Regions from separate parts of the Anas platyrhynchos genome. Here region 2 is linked to region 1. The links are chromatin contacts, called in public Hi-C maps. All regions are on one chromosome and are shown on one strand. Each heading gives the region's core, a stretch centred on a gene start, on an enhancer-like site or on the middle of the called end of the contact. The rest is flanking DNA. Distances are from core to core; before and after follow the strand shown.

Evidence for each region. Hi-C and Micro-C count contacts between places; a contact is called where the count stands out from the background.
Region 2: a contact with region 1 is called in a Hi-C map of skeletal muscle, with 1.7 times the contacts expected there. The contact joins the promoter of LOC101791601 here to the promoter of STARD9 in region 1. A contact is called at or near these places in 2 of 8 Hi-C or Micro-C datasets (liver and skeletal muscle).

Annotation. Positions count from the first base shown.
Region 1 is chr5:34,674,339-34,682,036 of IASCAAS_PekinDuck_T2T, reverse strand. It overlaps STARD9 (StAR related lipid transfer domain containing 9), which reads right to left and starts at 5,962. Exons shown (of 34, transcript XM_027458580.3): 1 at 5,840-5,962. The coding sequence starts at 5,886.
Region 2 is chr5:34,805,060-34,812,878 of IASCAAS_PekinDuck_T2T, reverse strand. It overlaps LOC101791601 (hypothetical protein), which reads right to left and starts at 3,054. Exons shown (of 2, transcript XM_027458594.3): 1 at 2,327-3,054; 2 at 265-1,687. The coding sequence starts at 2,840. The coding sequence ends at 1,029. It overlaps CDAN1 (codanin 1), which reads left to right and starts at 2,950. Exons shown (of 29, transcript XM_072038793.1): 1 at 2,950-3,324; 2 at 5,208-5,908; 3 at 6,538-6,762. The coding sequence starts at 3,001.

The sequences.
Region 1 (7,698 bases), core at 4,713-7,212:
GATTTTCAGATGCAACTCTTAGAGGCTGGAAACAGTTCTTTTCCACCATCAGGTACCAGGCCCAAACCCTTTTTGGGTTTGAGAGTTCAACTACAACCACCTGAAACGAGGAACTGTTAAGTAACAGGACACAGAGGAACAATACTCATTTAACCATCATAGAAGACAGAAATAGCCTGCCATTTGTCTGGGTGTGAGAGGATGAATCACCAAAGTAGCAAGGAAAATATAAATTATAATAATCCTATTGAGAAGTGTAAGGAGATAGAGTAGAAGACAGACATTTCGCTACACTGTGTTCAATGGCCAGCCTTACTCTCAATTTTGTTATAGCATGAGAAGTATCTAGCAGTACTAAACTGACTAAAAGGTGTTTTCTACTCTTGCCTGTTACCTGGTATTTCCTATATTTATACCTTTTCTTTTCACTGAGACTTTCCAGTCCCTTTGAAATCTAGAACAATTTTGCCATTTTCTTGAAAGGATGCAGTATTTTGCCTTACATTTGAAAGTTACATCCATATGAAACATATATTGAATAATAAAACTAAATTATAATCCATCCATTTTCCAGAAAAAAAAAAATCACTTTTTTTTTTTTTTTTCCTAATGTAGAACATACCTATTTTTAGGCAAGTTAGTTCTGTACATATGCAGTAGAGAAGATCATAGAGATAATGGCAACGTTCCATTAACAGAGAGCTCATTTACCCAACACACACTTGGGTCTCGGAGCAAAATTTAAGTCAGCTAGAGAAAAGTATCAAAAAGAAGAAAAAAAAAATGCTCACATCAACCTTTATAAGGAAAACAAATGCTCTCTTCTTACTCACCCTGATTTTTCGAGTTAAACAAAACCAAAATCTTCTTAAACACTATTTAAAAAGTACAGAAAAGGTACTTTAAGCAGAAGTTGAAATTGTAAACAAAAATAAACTGCATAAATATTCATGATGCCAACACTTTGTGTCATTACACAACTTCAGATGTATTTGATGCAAACACATATCACAACAAACTGAATAAACTAGGGTAATGCCTTTTTTTTTTTTTTTAATACAATTTGAAGAGCTTTTGAAATAGGAACCTAAACGTTTCTGGTTATGTTTTTTTCAGAATACATTCTTCTTAACAATGGACTTGTTAAGGAGTTTTAAGATGGAGGTACAAGAACCAGAACAGGGTTGCTTCAAAACATGCTTGAAAAGGACAACAGCAAGCAACCAGTGAAGAATACATGCTGCAAAGGGAACGTGCTTGTATAACCAGGACAAGCACATTCATTTTGATGGGGTAGGAGGGAGAGCAACAATAGCCTCCAATCTGCTATTGCTTTAATTTTATTTTGACACAAATTTTAACAGCTGTTATACACAAGATGCAAGGAAAGTTTTTTACCACAGTTGCTACAAGTTACCACTCTTGTCAATAGAAGGCAAGATTGCTGTATCTAAGTTCTTGTAGTTATGCAAAAGCATATAAAACACCTAATATCACAATCTCTAAAACTGCCACAAGTCCTTCTTACAAAAAAATATTTCCTTCTACTTACCATGATGTGCTTAGAAATAACAAACGAGGTGGATCACAGCACAGAGACTAGTTAAAGAAGCTGATCCTGCAGCAGATTAATAAAGGCATACCCAACATCATTTCAGAATGATTTTTAAAGCAATTCTGTTTTTCCACATAGTTCTCCTTTTTAATAGAAATTATTTTTAAATATTAACATGATATCACGCCAATCAGCATAGCTCTTCTCCCACCTGTTCACCACAGCTAAACTCAACATACTGCCAGATTAACCTAAATACACTGAGCATTTTTCTGGAAATCTTAACACAGAAACTTTCCTTACTACCCCAGGTAAATACCTCCCAGCCTTAGGCTTGCTCACAGCCATCACCTGTGGTCTTAAGACCTCAAACTGAACTCCTCCTTCCCTATCCCACCCTCAAGCCTCATTACCTACTGCACCACAGGACAGCCATCAGAAGACTGTGCCACAGAGAACAGCAGCAGCAAGGAAAACTCCTACTGAGGCTCAGACTGTGATGGTAAACACCTGCACAGCTGGAAACTGGGTTCAGCTCTGCCACCTGGGGCTACCCAGACATTTCTTGGAAGCTCTCATTTGCCAGTGTGTGGAGGACAGGCTCCAGAGCTCACTCATCAGGGGACTGGGAAATAAACAGCTGGCCAGGAGGCCTTCAAGCCAGAACTTAGAGACAATACAAAGCAGGAAAAAAAAAAAAAAAAAAAAAAAAAAAAAAAAAAAAAAGGACAGTTTTCTCATTAATTCACCTATTTAGTGACTCTTTCAGGTGACATGTCCATGAGGTTCATGGAGAATGGGAGTTCTTTTGTGAGTTAATAAAGATCCCAGAAAGACCCTTTCCAATAAGAGCTCCTTGCCAGTCTCTCCTTTTCCAGGCCCCAGAGGCAACTGGAAAGAGATTTTCAACAGCAGAAAACACCTTCTGATTTGCTGCGTGCTGCACAAGGAGCCCTCAAACTTCAGGGCCCAATGAAGTATATTAAACTCTCAGAAAGTGTCACAGGGAAACTTGCATGCCCTACTGTCAAGCATTTAACTATCACCGCTATCGTTTTACAATTTCATTAAATAAACTTGCTCTGAATGATTTTACTCAGGCCACAATCCGTGAAGGAATGCAATGACTTCTAGTCACTGGTGCATGCTAAGAAGAGAATCCTATAGTAAGGCATGAGGCTTCTCATTGTGGTATAGAACACTGTTTTTTAAAAAATATATATTTTTTCCTATCTTAAAGATTGTGTACATAGCAGTTCCCAAAGTCCATTGTGAAAAGGGAATGCATCCTGCGTAGGGATCATGGAGGAAAAGGCTTGAGGCAGCTGTGCTCCATCCCAGTCATAAAATCATAGAATGGTTTGGGTTGGAAGGGACCTTCGAGATCATCTAATTCCAACCCCTGCGGATGTTCAAAAAGGGGCAAATGCAGTTATGGAGAACAAGTATTGATGTGAATACAATGTAAATTTTTTTTTGGACTTATAATTGTAAATGTATAATAAAGATTTTTGGAAGCAATGCCACTCCATGGAACATACTCAAGGGATTTTTCTCCCAGGACAATGCTTTGATGCCAAAAAATAGCTTAGTCTGTTACAGAATGACTGATGGCTTTATGAGGAACATTAGCCACAAGCTATTTAAAGTTCGGTTGAAGGAAAAATTTCTGCACTCTGTACAACTGTATGTGCTTTTTAACCATGGGGGATTATTACTGCATAGGAGCCGAAGAGCTGGCACAGTGTATCAAAGAATACATTGTGATGGGTGCTGAACAGGCACAAAACAAAAAGACCACTCTTTGACTTATGCTAAATAGCAAGTAACAGATGTGATTAAAATGGTTTATAATAAATAGATACTTTAAACAGGAAGTAGGATTTTATGCCGTCTCATATTAAGATATTTTAACTTCCAAATATTCTGTAAACTTCAAGATGCAAAAACAAAGTTCACCTGCCCATGTAAATTAAATGAAGCAATAAGTACGTTAAGTTTGGACAGTCTAGAAATGACCAACTAACACTCTGGTGCTAGCGTTTGCTCATAGCTCCTCCATTTTCAGGACTCTTAAAAAAACAAAGTTTAATCACTGAAACTGCAATTTCACATATTACAGTTGTTCAGTTTAAGTCAAACTCTTTTTTTGCAGGTAGCTTTTCCTTTTGAAGCACCTAGGAGATCCTAGGAGTTCTGGCAACACGGGTGCCTGTTAATGGCCATCACGGCGTGCGTGTATAGAGAGGGTGAGAGGTATAGATGTATGTGACCACAACATGGAGGTGGTTTAAGGAACTGAAATAGATAGAGTAGGCCTCTATTCTCACTGAAAGCTTTAGGCTTTCCAATCTTTATCAAGGTTATGTTAAGTGTTCACATATGTGGTATTTGCCTTGAAGTCATTATGTTCAGGCAATTTTGGTCAAGACCATAAAGCAAGTTCAGAGCATTCACAGACAACATTTGATCACTTCTCCTTCCCCATTATGAAAAATTAAAAGCCACATGAATGCTGACCTCAGCTGTGGCAACACAATGCAGGGAATAAACAGCAATTGCCTTTGGGGCCAAATACCACAGGACTGGTCTCTGCCTGCCCATCCCACCAGTTATGTTGCCACAGATGGAGCAGGTGGAATTATTTAACAGTCTCTGCCCATTTTATCCCCTGGGTTTCTGTTCTCCCCTTTGTACAAACATTTCCATTTCAGTGTCAGATTCATTTCACCCTTGTGCACCAGGCTATGTTTCTGTTCCCACCCACCGTCCCAAACTGTACCCTCTATCAAACTGCTGGCCCATGCTGACTACATCAAAGGTTTTGCTGTTTGTCACATCCTACCTGTCACAGTTATAGGCACCATTTAACGCTGTAATCACATATGCACTGTTAAATACTACCCATCGGGGAAGAAACATTAAGTCAAAAGCGATGCAAAGCCAAATGCTATTGTGGGGGAAACAAATCTAATTGGCTGCACAATGAAATACATCGTCAAGTCAAGCTTGGAAGTATTTGCAATCTCCAGAGAACTCTGCAAGGCTGAAACAAGAGTCCTATGGTCTGAACAACTTGATCTCATTAAAATTGGCATTTTAATGTTAATACTTTGCATTTGTGTACTGCTTTTTATTTCTAGAGAGTATAATGGCAATTTATTTAACCAGTCAGTGCTAGGAATGACTAACAGTACTGAAGTAGATTAGAAAGAGAATATCTCCAACATTAAAGCAACACTAAGCAATGAAAGGCAAAACTTCGCTTAATTCCATGCTGCAACTCTTCTTAAAATATGCCACTATCTATCAAAATCTATTCTATCCACAGCTGTGTTATAGATCAGAATTATATTACCCAAACATCTGTTTTTTTAATGTCATTATAGCTAGAATATTTTTGGATCAGTTGGTTTTGAGCCAAAGGTAAAATTTATTGAACACCTGTACATTACTTTCCACCTTTCCCTTTTCTATTATTTAAGACTAGCAGTATTTTTGTTGTTGTTTTGTTTGCGTGTTTGTTGTTTGTTTTATTTTTGTTTGTTTGGCTGGTTATTTTTTAGTTTGTTTGGGATTTGTTTTTACATTATTTTACTTTATTCAGCATTCTCTGGTATCTTCCTGCAAGAAATCCACAGGCACCTCTTCCAGAATCCTTTTCCCCACACCGTGAAAGGGTTATTTATCACACAAGGCACTGAAGTCGGAAGGCAGCGTGGGACTCCCACTAAGCAGAAGGCAGCCTCCCGTCTCCGGGACAGCCCTCTGAGCAGTGCTGCCCGGAGTGCGACAGCATTCCTCTGACAGGAGGCGTAAATTACAAGCCACTAAAATCTCCTTTTCCTTCCCTTTCCTCCCCAAACTTCCACAGCCCGCAGGCTTTCAGCCACACGTTAGATCCAGAGCCCACCAGCGCGCTGTGCTGCGGCACCTTCTTGTTTGGGGGAGTTGTCCTCAAGCCGTCCTGCCTGCCTGCCGCCCTGCCCATCGGAGACCAGCAGCCGGGGGGGGGGAGCGGAGCAGCGCCGAGAGCCAGCGGCAATGTCCGGCTCTGGGAATCCCAGCAACAAGGGAGGAGGAAGAGAACCCTTCCTCACGCTGGATGACAGCCGTCCCGTCTGGGGGAGCTCAGGAGGAGGGACGCCTCGGGGTCCCCAAGCAAGCCCCCCGAGCCACTGGGCGCGCCGGAGGGACGCTCTCCCTTCCCGTCCCCCTTCCCCATCCCGGCCCCGCCTCGCCCCGCAGCTTGTCACGGAGCCTCCCCGCGGCGCCCCCACGCACCTTTTGCTCAGCGGCCGGACCCGCACGGCCACCTTGACGTTGGCCATGGCTCGCCTCACGCCCCGCCGCCCGCGCCCCGGCCCCGCATCGCGCCCCCGGCCCCGCGCCCCGGGGCGGAGCCGCCCGGCCCCGCCTCGCCTCGCCCCCGGGGCGGGCCCGGCCCGAGCACAGGCCTGGGCCCGCTGCCCTCACGCCGCCCTCCCCGGGTTTGGCGAGCAGAGGGGTGGCGAAAGGTAGCCCTCCTGCAGCTTTGATATCTCCAAAGATCAATTTAAAGCAATTTTCATCTGTTGCGTCGACAAAGGTTTTACACTTAATGTTAAACCCACCAAAACGTGAACAATTTGCGTTTAGAGTAGTGTCCCTGTCAGCTACCAACATGACCGAGGAGATGTGAGAGCAAATATCATTTGTCAGCCACGACCCGGACAGCAGGCCTGTTAGGGAACTTCTGACTGGCAAAAGAAAACAAAAGGTGTTACTTCTACTGCACTTGTTTCTGGCTTTGGTATTTCTAAATATTAGAAACTGGCTGCATCTGAATACTCAGCTACAGTACTTTTACACCAGATAGGATCATGTTATAAAGCAATCTATGCTTACATTTCCATTTAATTACACTATTTATATATACTTTAAGTATAGACCTCCCCATTAGGTGACTTGACTTAAGCTCCAGAAACATGGAATCTGATAAATAGTATAATACAGAAACCTTCCAGAATGAAGTCCATGATGAATCCTTCAAACTTCAAACTTGCTTTTCCCAATTCATGACCCACCACAGCGATGTTAAAACAAATACGACCAGCTGTGAACCACTGTTTGATTCAACAGATTTAGCCCTTCAGTCACACTAAAGAAAGAATCAGTATGTAAATAGCAAATTGCATTAGCTAAACCCTGCCATCTCCACAGACAGCTTTCCAATATTGGAGTAAAACAAGAAAATATGCTCAACTCTTTAGCTATGGCAAAAGAATAAAATAATCTTCATTTCAAGGAATTATAATGAATAATCTAACTAGAAGTGTTTTCATCCTATCTCTGAGCCTTAGATTACAATATCTTTAGTTTACCTGACTGATCTAAAGAATCATTGTAAGACAATTTGAGAGAGAAATTAAACCAGCAATAGAGACAATGGACCATAATTCCAGAAGTCTGGATTTTGTTTCTTCCAATTTCACAGAATGTAAAAATTGCAGCTACTCTGCAATTGCATAGAAGACCATGATTTCCAAAGTATGAAATGAACCACAGGGGACCTCAGGCTCAAATCCCACAATGGGATCCTATTCATGCTTACAGGACTCAAATTCCAGTTTATATTCTCAGATCATGCTCTCTCTTGACACTCTGCTTGACTTAATTCAAGTCATTTGTCTTTTTAACATGTCCCAGCAGCAGCAGAGGGGAAAATCAGCAGAGGAAAATCACCTGTACTTGCATACTATATTAGAGAATTGTTAAGCTATACCTTTGACATCACACCCTGTAGAATAACGTAGTCTAGAAAGATTAATAACATGATTCTTAGAAAATTTCAAACATTTAATATTGAGTTGAGCAATTACAAGTAACTCTGATCAGAAGGTGCTCAACATAGAATCAACTATTTCTTCCTTAACTTTACTTTGTTTTAATGCACCTCTCATAAGCTATGGTGAAATTTGTGTGGTACTGAGCCACCTAGTGGTTACTTTCAAAAAATAAAGCGCTCGTTTTTAAAAGTAGAAATCAACACGTTGTAGTAACGAAGAATTCAGATAACTGACAATGCAGTAACAGAAGGCAATATATCTGCATGTTTGTTCCATTTCTTCAATACAAAACAGGGTGTCCACGAAAGACAACAA
Region 2 (7,819 bases), core at 1,805-4,304, 130 kb before region 1:
ATAGGTGAAGATGAAAGCATCTCTTCATAAACTATGCAAGAGCATTTGTTCTATCTGAAGTCAGCCCCTGCCTCCTGTAATTTGTTTAACAGCAAGTCTAAATTCTGTTTCATGTAAAACAATATGGAAACTTTTTTACTTTCAATATTTCAGTGGATGTGGTACCGATTCCAGAAAGTTTGCAAGACCTGCTGAAGACACAGCCTGCTTCTAAGCCATACCAGGAAAAATTATTCCGTATCAAAAACAGGCATCACTCATCAGTTATCGTTTTTGCTGTATTTCTCTATTTTAATCGTGTGACAAGAAATAGCCTACTCTGCTAGTGAAGTAAGGCAAAATGCCTCAGAGAAGGTGCATTTGACAAGCTGGGAATGAACAATAGCCAGGTGGAGCAAAGCTGTATGAATTCTGGGAAGTACATTCACGAATCAACAGCCCAATCCTAAACTATTCCTAGAGGAAGCAGGTATGCCAAACCCTTCCTGTGATGCCTCGCACAGCTCAGACTTAACAAAAGTGCAAACAAAACAAAACCAACCAAACAGAAAAACATAACCAAGCAAACAGCCTCAACATTCTAAATGTTAGGAAAAGCAACTACTTTTAAACATCAGCTACTTTTGCCATTTGTTTAATAAAAAAACTAAGCAACTGGTGTAAGACAGCTCCTGCTGGCCAGTAACCTTAATGGTACTTTTTCACCCCTCTCACGCCTTTTATTTTCCCAAAAGGTCACATTAAACAAAGGATAATACAGACAAGAGTCTTAGTCAAAATAAATCTGTGTTTTTGTTTGTTTTTAAGAGAGTAAGAGGATAATGAGTACAGAAGAAAGACATTAGCCAACTGCAACAGAGTTAACAAACAGGAGATTGGTAATTAGTGTTTAATGCCACCTATAGTGAAATGTTTCCCACTGGGAAAAACGTGGGAGGCAAGTCCATTTTGCTCCTTCAAAGTCACAGGCCGGAGCAGAACATACAACAGCACCTAACACCACAGTCACTGTACATATATTCAAGTTTTTACACGTCTGCAAAGCAGAAGTAGTAGCAGCCATTTGGGTGTTCTTTCTTAATGGTTCTCAGGGGGGGCCTAGGGAACTCCGAAGGACCTGGTTCTTGTGACATGGAACTGGAACTGCAGCTGCTGCTTCTGCTGCTGCTTCCCGCCACTTGCGCTCTGCCTCTGTCCTCAGTGGGGGAGACCTGGGGAGAACCCGGGCTCAGGTACCCGGCTGCAGTCTGAGTAGAGGCGGTGGCGTACGTGGTTGGGCCAGTGTTGTTTTTCACATACACGTTTTTGATAGCAACAAGTGTCTGCGCCATGATGCTGAGGCTGTTGCTCAGATCTTGCATGCCTTGCTGCAGCAGCCGAAGATTGTGGTTGACACTGTCAAAGCCAGCCTGGATCACCTGCATCTGGGTCTGCTGAATCTGCACTAGGTCTGCTTCAGTTATTTCATTTTGGTCTGCCTGGGGCCTGCCTTTTGTTTTGGCTTTTACTTTCCCAGAGGAACCACTACCCGATGTCCCCAGAAAAGGTAGTTGTTCTTGGCTAGGCGGAACCACTGCCATGTCCTCAGAGCTTTCTTCTGGCTCTACCACTTTCACTACTATTTCTTCTTTTAGGTTCACCTTCTCAAGACCAGGTTGATGAGATGGGCCAGGATCATCGTTAAATCCTAGAGGAGTTGGGGGGAGAGGAAAAGCAGAGGAGAGTCAGTGAGGAACCTCATGGTGAGATATGTTCTTATCCACTAAACATAAACATTAGCCCTTGAACTGAGACTCCACAGCAGTGACTTGCACTGTGTTACCTTTGACGTCTCTAGAATATGCACTACCTCTGTAGGTGGGGAAGGAAACTGTAAAGATGCATTCACCCGTTAACTGTATCTTTGTATTCTACAGTTCCCTCACTGTCCCCACCACAGGTGCCAAGTTCTAGGTTCCAAAAGACAAGTTCCACTGCAAGCTCATTTCACCCTCTGTTGTGCGCCTGGTAACCCGTAACAGTGTGGACTAAACACTGGTTGCAAGAAATCCCTCGGTATTGAAGGTGATCATTTCAGTGCACTAATGCCATGTCTCTTGTAGGCATAAGAACTTATGTACTCACAGGGCTTTGGACAGCCTAGCTCTGAGGGCTGGCGTTTTACCTTTGCAAGGACAGAGCCTACAAGCGTGGATGCGAGCGGCTGGGTCTAGCGCCTCACGGCCAGGGGGTCTACTCTGATGTGCTGCTTCGATGCGACTTTGTCCGCCAGCCCCACGCACGCACTGTGGGCATCCAAGGGGCGAAGGCAGCGCCCCGCACTCACCCATCTCCCCCACGGCAGCGCCGGGCAGCTCCAGCGTGTCGATGCCGCCCACGATGGGCACGGCCTCGGCGGGCAGCAGGGAGCCGTAGGCGCGGTGGTGGTGGTGGTGGTGGTGGAGGCGGTGGAGGCGGTGGAGGTGGTGGCGGCCGGGCGGCGCGGCGGCGGCGGGCGGCAGCTCCTCGGGGGCCAGCAGGAGGCCGAGGCCGAGGGCGGCGGCGGCGGTGGGGCCCGGCGGCCCGCAGCCCTGCGACAGGCGGCACAGCTTGCTGCGGTCGCGGCGCTTCAGGTCCCGCCAGCGCTTCTTCAGGTCCTCCACGTCGCGGGGACAGGCGGCCACCGGGTTCACCTTGTGGCGGATCAGCTCCCACACCTTCCGCTTCTGGCCGGGCGACGCGCGGCCCGGCCCGGCGGCGAACAGCAGCTGCTCGTGCTTCAGCACCTGCTCGATCAGCACCTCCGTCTCCGCCTCGTTGAAATTGGCCTTGCGCCGCTTCGGCGAGTCCTCGGCCATCATCACCGGCTGCTGCCGCCGCTCAGGGGGGCCGGGGCGGCCGGCGGGCGGGCGCGGAGCCGCGGGGGGCGCCGCTGCCGCTGCCCCTTCCCCCGCCCCGGCCCGCGGCCGCCGCCGCCGCTAGGCCGGTCCCCGCGCCCCGCCGGGGAAGGGAGCACCGCGCATGAGAGGAAAGGACGCGGGCGGCCGGCGCAGGCGCCCCGTGCCCCGCGTGTTGACATGGGGAGGGGGCCCGGCCCCGGGCCCGGCCCGCTCCGCCCCCGCCCGCGCTCCCCGCCGCCGGCCCGCCCCTGCTGCTGCTGCTGCTGCCGCTGCTGCTGCCCGCTACCGCCCGGCACGGCCCGGCCCCGCCGCGCCTTGTGCGCCTGCTCGGCGGCGGCAGCGGCCGGGAATGGCGGCGGTTTTGGAGCTGCTGCTGCGCGAGGAGGTGGCGGTCGGCGCCGTGCTGCGCTGGCTCCGCCAGGGGCCCGGCCACCGCCCCGCTGAGGTAACCGCGGCCGGGGCCGGGGCCGGGGCGGGAAGTTTGCCCGCGGAGGGGACCGTTAGGAGCCGCCGGGCCCGGGGCCTGCAGCTCCGGCCGAGGGGCTTGGGTGGGCTCCTGCTGGGCCCCGGCGCCCCGAGCTGTGCCGTGGGCGTGTGTGTGGGGAGGGTTCGCGTGGTTCCTACCCACAGAGCGGCCCTGGGCGCTGCTGCTTCGGTGGGAGCGTAGGGGAAGGGGTCTGTAGTTAAAGATCAGAGCCCCTCGGAACGCGCTGAGGTAAAATCAGCCCCCGCCGCTGTGCCCCCGACCTGCTGTGGGCAGAAGCTCCGTGGGTCGTCCCGCGATCCTTAAAGGCGACTTTAAGGAGTGGCCCTGGTGGCTCGGGTAGCGGTGCCCAAGGCTGGGGGGGCTGTGCTGACTGACTGGAAAGTTTGGCCCTGGTGGGGATTTGCTGCCTGCCTGTCATGGCTGGGTGCAGCCCGGGGTGAGGGAGCAAGCGGCAGGCTTGCGGCTGGAGCCGTTGACAGGTTTCGCTTGTCCTGTGGTGGAGGATCTGCACCTCTGTTGGCTTGCACAGAGAGAGATGAGTGAAGGCGGGTTGTGCTCAGAACTGGTTGAGAAACTGCCTGACCTTGTGCACGGACTGTAATAATCTTACCTGTCAGCCTCTACACTAAGCCCAGGTGGGCACCTGAGGAATGACAGAACATGTCTTGCCCTAGCTCGTGCGGCAGGTTCTCTCTGGAGCTGGTAAGAAGTTGGGTCTTCAACCACCTGTTGTGTTCTGACCCGTTTCTCGCAAGCATGAACCCCGCTGACTGGGGCTGCCTGCCCGTTATCGGGTTGTGCCAGTCTCGTACTTCTCTAGGAAGCTGCACAGGTTCCACGCTTTCAGATCAGAACTTCACTGCTGCTGTCAAGCACAGCTGGAGGCAAATCGTGACCCTGCTTTCACTGTCTCCTTTCATAGAAGCAGTTCCTTCCAAAATAGTGTTTGTCTCTTTTTGTATAGTGGAGATGTGAATATAAATGAAGTGGGAATGCACCTGCTATTATTTTGATATTAGTAAGGAGTAAGTTGCTGTCTCTGAGAGCTGCTTCTGCTATTATTGCAAATGTTGCTGAATACCATTGACAGGAAACATAAAAGTATTAAGAATAAAATAAATATTACCCATCATACAAAGCTTTGAACTGTGCATGTCAAATGAAGTCTTTTTGACTAGTTTTACTCTGGTAAGATCACCATCTATTTTGATTTTTACATGTGTTGATTCTGTGGTGATTTTTTTCGTTTTGTTTTGTTTGGGTTTCTTAAGTATAAACTTCATGTACCTTGAGGTTGCGTGGTCTCTATTAGAGCTCTGTGGGGTCTCAAACAAATAAATTGTTTAATTGAAATAGAAGAGCAGTTTTGGTCTTGCATTTGGCGCTGAAAGTGCTTAAATGTTTGTTATTACAGCACCCCTCTGTGGGAGCGTGAGGTATTTGTAGATGAGTAGGTAACAGAGAAATTGCAGATTTTATTTTTTTTATGTTAGAATTATCCATCTTACCTTGAAACATTGGACCTAGAGGTGCCAGTTGCTCCATGTTCTTGCTGGCTGTAGCTTCAGTATTACGGGTGTCTCCGGGAGGCAGTTCTGCTGGTTCCCAGTTGGAGACCAAAGTGAATGACAGCATCTGAAAACTCCTGCCAAAATAGCTTGTGTGGAGGCTGGGTTTCAGATCTATGACTGGTGCTATGGTCACTTGAAGTTTAGTGGCCTGCTTTGACAAATCATATTGTTTTTTATGGTGTATCACATTCCCATAGTAACTACTAAATGAGTGAAAAGAAGGTATCAGGTAGCATCTTTATGTTAATGCTTTGTGCTCTTTCCTTGCAGGAGAACCACATCCATGACAAGCTGGTGTCTCTCAGTTTACTTCAGAAAGACTTTGTGCCTTTTCTGCTGAACTTTTTAAGGGAGCAAACCAGCCAGATCCTGACTAATGGACCCTCTACTCCTGCTAAAACTCCCAATTCCAAGGCCCATGGGAGCCAAAGGACAGGATCAGAAAGGAGAGCAGGTCATGCGACTAGCAGCCGAGTGCAGCTCTTTTCCCAAAGGACTTCAGTGACCTCTTGCACCACAGATACCAGCTTTTCCCCCGCTGCTGCATCCAGTGGCTCTTCTTCCTTTTCAGGGTCAAACCTGTCAAGCCCTTGCAGCGACTTCCCGAGCATGGCCTCCAGTAGCAGCCCGAGCTTTGGGTACAGCCCTGTGCTTAACCACAGCGAGAGGCGCTCATCTCAGAAGGCCAGCCTGGGGAGCTTCCTGACAGCTACGCCCGAAGCCCTGCCAGCGAGGAGAGGCAGAAGGAAAGGTGGCAGTGCAGTCAGTGCCTCTGGCCGGCAGGTGCCTCGGGATCTGGGGCGCTCCCTTGCTGAAGAGGAAGATGGAAAGAATGACAGTCCCTCGTGGAGTGGAGGGAGAAGAAAGCGGAGTGAAGTGCCTCTTGTTTCTGCTAGATCCCCACCCAGCCAGCTAAATCTTAACAACCTGGAGGAGTTTCCACCTATGGGTGCAGCCTCTGGCTGGACAAAGTAAGAGCAAGTATTTCTCACTGCCTCGTTTGGGTTGCGCTGTAGGTTACTGTTCTTGACTAGCTCATCCTGTTGTGCATGTGAAAATACAGAAGATGCTGTAATAAGCAGTACCTGGGGGCTGGCTTCTTGTTCTCCTTGGCCAGGAGAGTCTTGTAGCAGTTGCCACGTAGGGGAGCTGACAGGTAGTCAGCTTTCTGCTCTGAACTCACCTGGTTGCCTCTTTAGCTTTGCGATGTGCCTGCAGCTTGCCATTGCACAGGCCAGCTGATAAGAGGCTGAGCACATCTTTGTCCTTGCATGTTCTAACAAGTCAGCATTATCTTGGCTCTTCACATTTCTTGTTTAATGCAATAGCAATTGGTAATGAAGAGCAGTCCTGGAAGGTTCTTCAGCTTTATTGATGCTAGGGAGAAAAGCTTTTTGGCTGATGTTCTGTGAATTCTGGTAATGAACGTTTATGTGCGGCTTCATTTGTGTAATGCGGTTATGGGCAAAGTAGTGGGCCAATGCCCATGTTCTTTTTGGTCTTCAGCTAGCCCTGGCCTCCCTGGTGACTTTGCCTTTTCTTTCGGGCAACTGTTCTGTTGTTTTGGTGATTTCAAAAGAATCCCTTCTCACTTTTTCAGCAAAAGTAAGCCGTCAAGGAGAATCAACCCCACTCCTGTAAGTGCCGAGCGCCCCCTTTCCAAGCCAAAGACGTGCTTCACTTCTACGCCTGTCAGCCAGTCTCCAACTGCTCGGTTTTCATCTGGGTCAAGCCTTGAGGCCTTTAGTACTGTCCAGGAAGGAAACCTAACTTCTGCGATAAGCAGCAGCCTTCAAGAGGAGAGAGAGATGCTGAAGAAAGAACGGTACTGTCTGAGCATGGTGGTGTTAGGCTTGTATTAATTTTTAATTCTCTTGTCTTAAGATGGTACCAAAGTGAGAGTGGAAATGAAGAATATCCAAAGAATATCTAAACCAGATAGGGGTAACCTCAAACTATACTTTGCCTAAACACAACTGTGACTCTGGTGTTAGACATATTTATGCATATTAGACACATTAATGCAATTAGCTTGTGCTTGTTGTTTTGAAGGTGTGCTGACTCTGGAACAATGACCCTTATTTTATCTTCAGGAGTCTTTACCACTTTCTTATGACTGCCACTTCATGGGTTTGCACATGTCATTATTTCCTGTTTCTGTCCTGCTGATAGCATTTAAAGTGATTGTTAAAGATTTTACTTTTAAGACAATTTGGGTGTAAGTGGGTGTGCTGTTGCCAGCGTGGATGTTCCATAGGGATCTTTAACGGTCATTTTATATTGCTATTAATGGCTTTTTTTTTCCTGCTTCTCATGGATCTTACATATGCCACTCTGCTCCTGCATTTTGGATGACCTCTGAGGCATTTTTTTTTAACAATACCTATATGTTTAACTGAGTAACTGTTACTGATTTAGAATCCTACAACTGAAGTAGTTCATTCTTTCTGTTGTTTAACTTGTCAATATGGGATTTCATCAGTTGTTGCATTGCCTTTCTATGTAGTGGTATTAGATCTTCTCAGAGCATCATTTAACTTGTAAATACAGCTGAAAGTATGTATGTGAACCCTATTTTCATAGATTTTGCAGTGTCTAGCTGTCAGAAATTATACATGCAATATATTTCTTTTTTTAGGATAGGTTCGATGTCCTTAATGAATACTGGTTTAGGTGAGAAGAAGCAATAGCAAAGGCTAGTTAGATAATTTTGCCAAAGTGACATGGTGTGTCAGCAGAGTAGGAATCGGTGGTTCTTTTGAGTCTTTTGATTGTTAGCCACAGGATCCTGTCTCATTAAGAAAAATGTGTTAAATTACTGTCATGGTACAAGCAGCTTTAGGCAGTATAAATGATGAGTTCAGTTATTGCAGGATTTCCTT